4 separate regions of the Mus musculus genome follow, and all the other regions are linked to region 1. A link is a contact called in public Hi-C and promoter capture Hi-C data. All regions are on one chromosome and are shown on one strand. The core of a region is the stretch at or near the end of the contact, and the rest is flanking DNA. Distances in the headings are between cores, read along the strand shown. Region 1 overlaps Map3k19 (mitogen-activated protein kinase kinase kinase 19). Region 2 holds the start of Lct (lactase). Region 3 overlaps R3hdm1 (R3H domain containing 1). Region 4 overlaps Tmem163 (transmembrane protein 163).

What was found. Promoter capture Hi-C pulls out the DNA fragments that hold promoters and counts their contacts. A called contact is a pair of places that touch in the nucleus more often than the background predicts.
Region 2: a promoter capture Hi-C map of the HPC-7 cell line shows a contact between it and region 1. The contact joins the promoter of Lct here to the enhancer-like site in region 1. A contact is called at or near these places in 14 of 39 promoter capture datasets (the 3T3-L1 cell line, 3T3-L1-derived adipocytes, the C10 cell line and 9 more), 5 of 484 Hi-C or Micro-C datasets (the Ba/F3 cell line, the P5424 cell line, Th1 cells and 2 more), 3 of 115 datasets of contacts at active chromatin or transcription factors (T-cell acute lymphoblastic leukemia, embryonic stem cells and large pre-B cells) and 2 of 9 other capture datasets (adipose tissue and embryonic stem cells).
Region 3: a contact with region 1 is called in a promoter capture Hi-C map of the HPC-7 cell line. The contact joins two enhancer-like sites. A contact is called at or near these places in 9 of 39 promoter capture datasets (3T3-L1-derived adipocytes, the C10 cell line, the HPC-7 cell line and 7 more), 1 of 15 datasets of contacts at CTCF or cohesin (pro-B cells), 8 of 484 Hi-C or Micro-C datasets (3T3-L1-derived adipocytes, the C10 cell line, the G1E-ER4 cell line and 5 more), 3 of 115 datasets of contacts at active chromatin or transcription factors (T-cell acute lymphoblastic leukemia, embryonic stem cells and large pre-B cells) and 5 of 9 other capture datasets (adipose tissue, embryonic stem cells, liver and 2 more).
Region 4: a Hi-C map of B cells shows a contact between it and region 1, with 2.5 times the contacts expected there. The contact joins two enhancer-like sites. A contact is called at or near these places in 7 of 39 promoter capture datasets (the 3T3-L1 cell line, embryonic stem cells, hippocampal neurons and 3 more), 1 of 15 datasets of contacts at CTCF or cohesin (embryonic stem cells), 33 of 484 Hi-C or Micro-C datasets (B cells, the Ba/F3 cell line, the G1E-ER4 cell line and 15 more), 5 of 115 datasets of contacts at active chromatin or transcription factors (T-cell acute lymphoblastic leukemia, astrocytes, embryonic basal ganglia and 1 more) and 2 of 9 other capture datasets (embryonic stem cells and liver).

Annotation. Positions count from the first base shown.
Region 1 is chr1:127,835,366-127,838,180 of GRCm38.p6, reverse strand. The region is part of intron 6 of Map3k19 (mitogen-activated protein kinase kinase kinase 19); the gene reads left to right. Among named protein-coding and RNA genes, the nearest start is that of Map3k19, 18 kb to the left of the region's middle. Within about 2 kb of position 1,345, at least 35 of the 459 cell types and tissues checked have an H3K27ac peak or open chromatin away from gene starts, as enhancers often do. A contact at or near this core is called in B cells, the Ba/F3 cell line, the HPC-7 cell line and 1 more, where this site is marked.
Region 2 is chr1:128,326,931-128,329,745 of GRCm38.p6, reverse strand. Lct (lactase) reads left to right here and starts at 1,428. Exons shown (of 17, transcript NM_001081078.2): 1 at 1,428-2,088. The coding sequence starts at 1,443.
Region 3 is chr1:128,190,256-128,193,070 of GRCm38.p6, reverse strand. It overlaps R3hdm1 (R3H domain containing 1), which reads right to left. Exons shown (of 27, transcript NM_181750.2): 17 at 2,332-2,433. Among named protein-coding and RNA genes, the nearest start is that of Mir128-1, 11 kb to the left of the region's middle. Within about 2 kb of position 1,395, at least 8 of the 459 cell types and tissues checked have an H3K27ac peak or open chromatin away from gene starts, as enhancers often do. A contact at or near this core is called in the HPC-7 cell line, where this site is marked.
Region 4 is chr1:127,498,990-127,501,804 of GRCm38.p6, reverse strand. It overlaps Tmem163 (transmembrane protein 163), which reads left to right. Exons shown (of 8, transcript NM_028135.2): 6 at 1,510-1,621. Among named protein-coding and RNA genes, the nearest start is that of Gm41947, 21 kb to the right of the region's middle. Within about 2 kb of position 1,369, at least 20 of the 459 cell types and tissues checked have an H3K27ac peak or open chromatin away from gene starts, as enhancers often do. A contact at or near this core is called in B cells, where this site is marked.

The sequences.
Region 1 (2,815 bases), core at 96-2,595:
TAAAAACAGTTTAAAAAAGCACAACGATAAAAATGAAATGTCTGGTCAACCTACTATTTTATTTGTACTGCCTCAATGTTTTGTAATAATCATATATGATTTCTATAAATATCAATATCGTGTACACATATTTTTGAGGCAGTCTTGTTATACTGTTAGAACTTACTATGTAGTGTAAGCTGGTCTTGAACTCCTACTTTAGCTTCCCAGGATCCCATAGTATGTAACACCCCATCCAGCTGACTAATGACAGTATTAGTATAATCATGTTTAAATTGTAAATTAGGGGCTGGAGAGATGGCTCAGTAGTTAAGAGCACTGACTGCTCTTCCAGAAGACTTGATTCCTGGCACTCGCATAGGAGCTCACAACCATCTGAAACTTCAGTATTAGGAGATCTGACATCCTCTTCTGGCCTCAGCTAGGACTGCATGCATGTGGTAGACGTACATGTAGGCAAAACATTCATTTACATAAATTTAAATACGCAAATTAGCTAGTTAGGTTGTACCGAGAGTGTGTGTGTGTGTGTGTGTGTGTGTGTGTGTGTGTGTGTTTGTGTGTGTTTGTGTGTGTTTGTGTGTGCACATGTGTGTCTTAATTTCTACTGTCACAATAAAATCCATATAGCGAGTGAGTGAGATAATAAAGAACAGAAATTTAAGTCAGGCGGCAATGTTGCATGCACTTAATCCCAGCACTTGGGAGACAGGGGCAGGCAGATCTCTGTGAGTTCAAGACCAGCCTGGTCTGTATCACAAGTTCCAGGACAGCCAGGGCTACACAGAGAAACCCTGTCTCAAACAAAACAAAACTACAAAAGCAAAACAAACCAGAAATTTATTTCTCAGTTCTAGGGACTAAGGAGTTAGAATAGGTTGCTGTTATATGGCTTTTCAGACATAAACCCATGTCTAGCCATCTGTCAGAGTACAGACAATAGACCAAAGGAAAGATTCCATTCACAGCCAGCTCAGTGGAGCAGTGAGTTCATTAGCTTATTTATAGGATCATGGATAAGGGGCTGTATACAGAACCATGGATGACTCAAAGGCCACTGGATCACCGAAATAAATGGGCGATGAATCCGGGAAAGCTGCATCCTTGAAACTTGTGATCTATAAGTACCTCAATTAAAGAGCCTCTCTCTCTCTCTCTCTCTCTCTCTCTCTCTCTCTCTCTCTTCTTTTCACTCAGCCCCCAAGTAATTCTTTTTTACTGCTTATATAGCCTCAGGGTAGGTCAGAGTCTCGGTAGCTTTATGAGCTTCCTGACTCTTAGGAGTTGCCTTCTCTCTGCCGAAAGAATGTTTCAATTCAGTGTATGCACGCTGGAAGCCTTTGGTTAGTTCCTCTTTCTGGCTCACTGGTGTCTTGACTAGGACCACTCAGGCCACTATCAGGGCTCCACTCTCATGAAGTAATTCCCTCCTAAAGGTCCTACTTCCTCCTGACATCACTCTGAAATTTAGGACTCAAACATAAAATCTCTTTGGGAAGACAGACATTCGATCTGCCCCTAACTTGTATGTGAATAACACAGAAGGCAGTTCCTGTTTTATCTGTATTGAATTCTATGTCATAGGATTCTATTTATTTTATACATTTTAAATTTTTTTCATTAATACTTTCTTTCCAGTGTGGGAGTCTTTTCATTTCTGAGTATTTTTACCTTCTAATGGTATTTAAAAATTTTTAATTACATTTATTTATGGGGACTAGAATTCAAATGCATATTACAGTACTCATGGACATCAGGAGACAACTTTTGGGGATCAGTTCTCTCTTCCTATGCAGCTCCCAGGATCAAACTTGGGTGACCATTTTTGGCAGCAAGTGTCATTCCCCATTGAGACATCATACTTGACATTCCAACAGAGTTTTAAAGAAATCTGTTCACAACCTAGTTTCCTATGCTTTCTATTCTCCCCACCCTTCTTTCTTTAAGGTTTTAGAATCTTTGGGCAGTTGTAGTGTTCCTAAAGTTCACAGTGCCAGGGTCGTAGGACTTTGTTATAGAACTGAGGCCTAGATGCGCCTTTCCATTTAAATACGGTGTTTATTTTTGAGACAGGTCTCATGCATCCCAGGCCAGCTTCAAACTGCTTGCATAACCAAAAATGACCTTGAACTCCGGCCTCTGCCTCGGTTTCCCAAGTGCTGAGATTACAAACATGTGCCTCCATGCCCAGTTATATATGGTGCTGGGCACAGTCAACTACATCCCCAGCCTAGATGTAGAAAATTAAAAGCACAAAATCAATAGTAACAACTTCCATTAAAGGAGAATATCACCAACAATAACTCTGAGGCAGATGTTTCAGAAAGTAGTGGTGCTTGCTCCTACCAAGCCTGGCTACCTAAGTTCAATCCCTGGGACCCACATACTGCAAGTAGAAAACTGAATCCCACAAGCTAGCTTCTGACCTCCACATGTGCCCTGTGCCACAAGCATGTGTCCTCATGTGTACATACACACACACACACACACACACACACACACACACACACACACACACATATGCACGCGCTCAATAATAATCTTTTTTAAGTCAGGTGGTGGCGGCATACACCTTTAATCCCAGCACTCAGGAGGCAGAGGCAGCCTGGTCTACAGAGCAAGTTCCAGGACAGAAACCTTGTCTTAAAAAATAAATAAAAATAAAATAAATGAAAATAAGTTTTAAAAATTAAAGACAATGACTTCTATCATACAAAGAAAACATTTCCCTTTAAAGAGTTCTGAGTACTTCTTTATAAATCAAGTTGGCTTTCAAACATAAGGCTTATTTTCTAGAAGGCCAAAGGGAGTTTGG
Region 2 (2,815 bases), core at 179-2,678, 490 kb before region 1:
TAGTTCAATTCCCAGAACCCATGGTGAAAGGCAAGAAGCCACTTACAAAGTTATCTCTGAACTTCCACACATGCTGTTGTGCATGTACACAATAAAAATTGAAAAATGCAGGCTTTGATATGTTTAAAGACAATCTTGCTGTTTCACTGTGTAGTCTATAGTCTGGGACCTATGCCCCTGCCTCCCTAGCAGTAGGAATAAAGAAATCCCCACTACACCTGACCTCACAGTGTGTCATCAAAGACACTTTCAACTCCTTATTGTATTTTAATGTGATATGAAAACTTGATACTTACTATATTGGCTGCTGAGATAGCTCAGTCGTTAAAGTACTTGACCCTCAAACATGAGGAACTGAGTGTGGAAAAAAGGCACATAAACTTGAATGTGGTAGTCCATGCTTGGAATCCCTGCACTGGGGAAGAAGAGATGTAGACCAGCCTATCCTACAAAACCAATTCCAAGCCAGTGAAAGACCCAGCTTGAAAGCAAGGGGGCCTATGAGACTTCTGCTGAGGCACTTATGCAAGCCTGAGGACCTGAGTTTGCTCCTAAGGACTGACATGGAAGAAAAAGACCCAGCTGACCTCATGGGTGTTGTAGAGCTCATGCATACACATTTTTTTTTTCATTTTTAAGTAAAAATGAAAGATGAACAATGCCTTCCCAAAGCTGTCCCTACTCCACACACACACACATACACACATTCATGCACTCATACTATGTGCACATGTATACAGAGAAGGGTTGCTTCCCCCCTTTACAAGATTGATTTATGTGTGTGAGTGTTTTGCCTGCACGTATGTATATGTACCATGCATGCCTGGTGCCTGTGGTCAGAGGAAGGCCTCAGATCCCTTTGTGAGTCACCTTTTGGATACTAGAAACCAAGCCTGTATCCTTTGCAAAAGCAGCAAGTACTCTTAAGTCACGGGGCCAACTTTCCACTGCCACCCCTGTCAAACTTTTGCTTTTTCTAGACAGGGTCTCACTAGCTCTGGCTGGCCTGAAACTCACTATGTAAGCTAGGCTGGCCTCAAACTTAAGAGATCCGCTTACCCCAACCTCCTGAGTGCTGGCCGAGTTAAAGACGAGCACTGCTATTCAAGTTCCCATGTTTTCCTTTTCTTTCTTCCATTGTGATGACGAACGTCTGTAATTCTGCACTGAAGAGGCTGAGACAGACAGTTCCCTGGAACTAGCAGTTGGGGAAGACAGCCAAGATCTACCTCTGGCCTGTGTGTGCACACAAGTACACAAACATGTATATACAAACATGGAACACTTTCCCCCTTGAAGGTTATACCAGTTGATCCAAGTTCTGATTTATCTGTCCTAGATAACCCAGTTAAATATTGTATGGATAATCACTGTATTTTACAGCCTTGGCTGTGCTCATAAAGTCAGGATTCCTTCCACACCGTTCTAGCAGTTCCTTGACCATGGAGCTGCCTTGGACAGCACTCTTCCTCAGTACCTTCCTCCTGGGTCTTTCATGCCAGGGGAATGACTGGGAATCTGACAGAAATTTTATTTCAGCTGCTGGTCCTCTAACAAATGACTTAGTGCACAATCTGAACCATCCGCTGGGAAAGCAGGGCTCTGATTTGGTAGCTGGTGATACTGACATCTATGTCTGCCAGCAGCCACTGCCCTCCTTCTTGCCTCAGTACTTCAGCAGTCTTCGGGCCAGCCAGGTTACCCATTACAAAGTACTTCTGTCATGGGCACAACTTCTCCCAAAAGGAAGCTCCAAGAATCCAGACCAGGAAGCAGTGCAGTGCTACCGACAACTCCTCCAGTCCCTGAAGGATGCCCAGCTTCAGCCCATGGTGGTCCTGTTCCACCAGATGCCACCTACCAGCACCATCCAGAGAGACGGGGGCTTTGCTGACCTCTTTGCTGATTATGCCACATTGGCTTTTCAGTCCTTTGGGGACCTTGTTGAGATCTGGTTCACCTTCAGTGACTTGGAGAAAGTGATCATGGGTCTTCCCCACCAGCATTTGAAAGCTTCTGGTCTCCAAACCCTCAGCGATGCCCACAGGAAAGCCTTTGACGTTTACCACAGAAAGTACTCTTCTCAGGGTGAGTACACACTGACATGGTGATGTTCCCTCCCAACTGTGCGCTTCCAGGAGATCCCCACCCACACCCACCCACCACCAGATCTAAGCACTGCTGAGAATCTGTAATGTGAACATTTCCAAAGGGGACACAAATGTGTCCTGCATTTGTCTGAAACATCTTTTCTCTTCCTTTGAGATAATATCTCTTGTAGCCTAGGCTGGCTCACTGTGTGGTCAGGAGATAGCTTTGAACCTCTTATCTTCCTTCACCTCCTGAATTCTGAGATGACAGGCAGATGCCACCACATCCAGTTTTATTCAGTGATAGGCTAAAACCCAGGGCTTGTGCATGTCAGGCAACCACTAAGTCATATCCTAAGTGCACGTGAATTATCTGTGTGTGTGTGTGGTTTTATTTTATGTATATGGGTGTTTTGTCTGCATGTATGTCTGAGCACCATAAGGGTGACTGTGCCCTTGGATCCCCTGGAACTGGAGTTACAAAGGGTTGTGAACTGCCATGTGGATGTTAGGAATCAGACCTGAGTCCTCTGGAAGAACTGCCAGTGCTCTTAACTGCTGAGGGTCTCTTCAGTCTCTTGAAAACTATCTTCTAAAACCCTTCCTGAGGGTCAAGTCTATGCAACTGTCTTTTTGTATCCTTTGAAGGGAAGGTTACAAGTCACAATTCTTCCCACAGTCTTCACCATTAACAAACTAATTGTGTTGCAGTGAGTATCCCTATG
Region 3 (2,815 bases), core at 146-2,645, 350 kb before region 1:
CTTTATATATTTGTAAGCAAGCTGTAGCAGTATATGTATGGGCATCACATGCATGTATAACAGATAAGATATAAGACAGCAGGTTCAAGAAAATGAGAACTCCTATGTAGGAGGGAAGATATAATGATATTACATATTATTTATAAAATATACCTAGTGGAAATCATAGCATGAGAAAAAGATGAGAGTGCATTTTTCAGTTTAAAAAACAAAGCTACATGTATTTAATGAAGTTTAAATGTTGACTTGGGTTCAGAAGCAAACCTGGACATTTTTATATTACATATTTAGTATTTTCTGTGAGAAATGACTTTTAAATAGCTCTTCTCTTCTGCATTTCCAACTATCAAAATCTAACTAGTCATTCCCTTTTTTTAATATGTCAAAAAATAATATAGGCATAATTTCTCAGTCTGCCGCTCAATGTAAACAGGAGGATACTTTATATCAAAGCGTCCTGTTTCTGGATCGTTGCTAAGCAACCAGTGGACTACAGCCAAGGCTATGAGTTATGTGCCATACGACAGATAGCTCCTAACTCGACAGCCTAAGCATGATCTCTTATTGGTCACCCAAATGACAGCATAGGGTTAAAATGAAATGCCCGCTCTTAGGAAGCAACAGACTTAGAATATATGGAAACGGCTTCTTATATATGAAAATACTCCTAGTTCTAAATTACAAAATAATATGGCTAAATATTAAAAAAGTAGTATAAGTACAAGAGCCATTCATAAAAGATAATGTTTCCTTTTTTAATAACAGTTTTATTTCATGTGCATGGGTGTGAGGGTGTCAGACTTCCCTAGAACTGGAATTAAAGGCATTGTGGGCTACCACGTGGGTGCTGGAGACTGAACCCTGGTCCTCTGAAGAGCAGCTAGTACTCTTAACCAAAGGGCCACCTCTCCAGCCTCATGTTTCTCTTTCTTGTAGGCTGAAAGTTATTTCATAAAATCATTGAGAGATTAAGCTGATAAATATTGTCTCCTCAATTCAAAGCAAAAGCATCCAACATAGGACAGGTCAACATAGAATATCCCTAGTTAAAAACAAGCAAGTTTTTCAGGAAGTTCACTTTAAAGAAAGCAAATTTTTTTAAAAGTAGAAGCTAGTTCATGTATGGGAAAAGATGCAATGTTTTAACATCACAAAGCTAATTACTTGCAGTGCGGGCCTGATCTCACAGACCCTGACAACTATAATTCAGGGCATACTTTGGATTAAGGGTATTATCTTACAGTAAGAAATTAAGTGTCAAGTGACCTCTGATAAAGTCAGAAGTTCTCTATAGCTACATGCTGCAATCCATCGAAAGTAACTGCTTCTGACCTACTGTACCTAACTAGTACTTAAAAAGGAAAGCTGCCTGTTCTCACTAGAGTTATGTCAACACAACACAAACTAGAGTCACATGGGAAGATGGACTCTCATTAAGAAAATGACTTAATGGGGCTGGAGAGATGACTCAGCAGTTAAGAGCACTGACTGCTCTTTCAGAGGTCCCGAGTTCATTTCCCAGCAACCACATGGTGGCTCACAACCATCTGTAATGGGATCCAATACCCTATTTTAGTGTTTCTGAAGACAGTGTACTCATATACACCAAATCAATCAATCAAACAATCAATCAACCAATCAATCAATCAATCTTTTAAAAAAAAAAAAGAAAAAGCCTCAGTAAGACTAACCTGTCAGCAAGTCTGTGGTATGTTTTCTTAAATAGTGATTGATGTCATAAGGGCCAGCCCATTGTGGGCGATGCCACCACCGGGCAAGTACGTATTCTTGGGTTGTATAAGAAAGCAGGCTGAGTAAGGCATGAGTATCAAGCCAATGAGCAGCAGCCCTGCATGGCCTCCACTTCAGCTCCTACCTACAGTTTCTTGCCCTGAGTTCATGCCCTGACTTCCCACAGAAATATAGTTAGACTCCTGAGGTAAGATGAAATAAACTCTTTCCTCCCATCTTGATCTTAGTAATGGTGTTTTAATTAGAACTCTATGACACTGCCCTCCAGGACTACATAGACTCAAAACTGACTTCGATTTAAAAAAAACAAACTAAACTATCTGAGACTACTTAGTTCAGAACATTCAACCTGAAAACTTCCCTTCTGAAAAATAGGAATAATATTAAGTCTTTTATAGTTACTATAAGTTGATATAATCACTGTCTTATGAAAAGGAATAAATTATTATTAATAAGAATTAGAAAAAACCTTTGTTACCTATGTAACTTCCTGTAAAAGAGCAAATCACACTGAGCACAGTCTGAAGCATTCATCACACAATGCCCATAGTAACAGTGAGGTGAAAGGAGATACAGTACCACGGAGTACTGCTGGGTGGGTGAGACTGGCAGGAGCGGGGATGGGTAGGGGGCTGGAGAGCACTGAACAGGCTGAGAAGAGGACTGCAGAGGACCAACAGGCTAGGAATAACAGGTGGGTAAACAGTTAATGTCAGAAGAAAATGTTACAAGAAGTGCACAGCATGGAAATTTACACTTTGGGGCAACAGCTTTACATTTATAAAGTCATAAAAATTACAAGAGATTCAACAAGAAAAATAGTATCAAGTGAATTCAAAACAGCAAGAATATACCTAGGCTCAAGTTGATTTCATAATGAGAATATTAACTTTTATGTCATTAATAGAAACATCATTAGCCATTTGAAACCCTATTATCTGAGTTTTGTCAGTAAAAACAAAACTTCTTACTCTTATTTCTTGATTTTTGTGATGGGGCCGTCCTATGTTTAAGTTGCTCTATACTACTAAATTATAAATAAAAACCTTATAAATTTCTATAG
Region 4 (2,815 bases), core at 120-2,619, 340 kb after region 1:
CATAGATTATTTGGGCGTGAGTCACAATAGAGACACAGCCCCAGCCCCTTACAGGACATATGGCATTGGCATAGCTTATGGTGGTGATGTTAACTTTTGTTAACTTGAATAGATGGTGTTTGGTGGGTTTAAACCATTTAATGTTACCATTTCCCCATTTCTTTAATTTTTTAAATTAGATTTTAATTTTAGTGTGTATGCTTATGTGTGTGAGGGTGTGTGTCTATGTGTGTCTATGTGTGTGTATGACGCACTCACATTCCAGGATGCATGTACACTTGCCACAGCATGGTTGGAGGGTCAAGGACAGCTCAGGGTAGTGAGTTCCCTCCTTCACCATGTGAGTCCCAGGGATTGATCTCGCATCAGCCGGCCTAGCAGCAAGCACTGTCACCTTGAACAATCTCAGCTGCCTCAGTCTCCCTTTTCCTGTTATATCTGCAGTTTAGATGCTCTAGGTTCAGCTCAAGTTCAAGGAGAGCTGGTGACCTGGGGCTGATTGACCTTCCTAGATGAAAGAGTGGATGAGAATTTGTGAGCACATGCCGGCAGAGCTGCCCCCTGCCATTGGTGGGTGTCTTGTGAGCGATGCTCAAACTGTACAGAGACCACAAGCCTGGAGAGGTGATTTTCTAAATGATTTAGTTAAGTTTTAGGCCTGGCAAACCAAGCTGTCTCCTTTGTCCCTGCGTCTGTCACTGGGATAGCAAATTTATTAATAAAATGCTTTAGGAAGATCCTATTTCTCCGTGGATATCTGCTACCGTGTTGGATTTCTGCTGGCAGGTGCATTTTAATTCGGGAGAACCTGGTGGCTGGGTCTCAGGGGAGCAGCGCGTGGCAGCGCGTGGCAGCGCGTGGGCGCACAAAGGAAGTCTCAAGGGGCCTGCTGTCGAGAGATAGCAGTGAAGACTCCAGCTTCGCACAAGTGACTCACCCATTTGCTTGCAAACGTTAACGCAGCACCTACGGGCAGTGCTAACATCACGTCAACAGTGGACTATTTTTAGGCACCACTTTTTCTTACCTTGAAGACTATCTTTGAAATCTCAATTGTGTGAACGAAAAAAAAAAAAACACACTGTGTTTTAAGTATCTCTAGCCGTAAGTGATTCTGTGGCTAATCCAGTGAGAAAGGATTCTTGGGCCGTGATGTGGCTCTAAAACTCTCAATTGGATGCTTTGTGAATTATCAGTAGAATATTGCTTAGCCATTGTTCTTGGCATTATCATCAACCCTGTTGACAATCAATGATTGCTGTGTGTTTTAGCAGAATAGTAAGAAGAGAGGGAATACATAATGGCTTTGTAAATATTAGTCTGGCTGCTTTTAATCATCGTCTCAACGCCAGTCACACAGGCGAACACTGGCGGTATACCGCCACCTGGTGGTAGCTTGCCTGACTGGCTACCTGCTCCTGGCACAAAGCAGGCAGCTGTGACAAGGGGTCTTGAGATGATTGTTCCAGCAAGAGATAACATGTCAAAATCTGGACTGCTCTCTCCTAGGATGATTTCCTGTTCAGCGTCTCCATTCTAAGCGGGATCCTTTGCAGCGTACTGGCTGTGCTGAAGTTTATGCTGGGGAAGGTCCTGACAAGCAGGGCTCTCATCACAGACGGTGAGTGGTGCGGGCATACACTGTCTGATGGCTGAGCTCGGAGACAAGAAAGGTCCTGCCTGGATGCTGTTAGATGCTGAGGTCTTGCAGATGAATTCAATGATGAGGGGACCCATTCACCCCATCCCTATTCCCCAAACTGCCTACTTCATGAAACTTGGAGCTAGTGTCTACCACCCTGAGTCAAATGACATAAAATAGAGCAGAAATGGCTAGGTTCCTTTTGGTTTCCTAAGACAGGGTCATGTAGCTCAGGCTGACCCTACACTTTCTTTCCTCCTGTTTTACACTCATGTGTGTTGGGATTACAGGAGTGTGCCACCATACCTGGTCTTTTATTTTATGAAGGAAAGAGATGGAGCTATAGTTTAAAGAGTTTATAGAGTGCTTGCCCGGCATGTACAAGGCTTGGGGGTTGAGCCTCAGTAGGGCATCATCTGGGTGTAGTGGTGCACACCTGTCTATCGTCGCAGCATTAGAGAGGTGGAGGCAGGGGGACCATAAATTCAAGGTTATCCTTGGCTTCTTAGTAAGTTCCAGGCCTGCATAGGCTACATGAGATCCTGCCTCAAAAACCAAACCAAACATCAGTCAAATGGATTGGAGGTTGAGACATCTTTCTCTTGGGGACATAGCTGTGGCCCAGGTTCTTAAATCAAATGAGCACAGAGCCTGGTGGGGCCTTGGTGTCTCTAAGCTACAGGTTCTGTGCCTCCCTCATCCTGTTTTCACCCCCGGGGTGCCTGGAGGAGTCACAGGGTAGTCAAAACCACCTTCTGCTGTCCCCACCTCTGCTGTGAGAAAGCCTGAAGCCTGCCTGTGGTGTCCCCCAGACCCGCCCATGATCATGAAGACTGTGGCTATGGTAAAATATCCAGACAAAAGCCAACTTAGGGGAGAAAGGTTATTTGGGCTTAGACTTCCAGCATCGTCTCAGGGAAGTCAAGGCAGGAATTTGTAGCAGCTTATCACAATACAAGCATAGTCAAGGGCAGAGAGAATGAACGCATGCTTGCTCATTAGATGCCGGCTAGCTTTCTCTACTCTCTGCAGCTGAGTGTCCGAATCCAAGGAGCGGGGCCACTCCCTTTTAGGCATTCTTCCTGCAAGAATCAAGTCAATAGGCACGATTCTCCACAAACCCACAGGGCAACCTGATCTAGACCATCCCTCATTGAGACTTCCTTGTCCAAT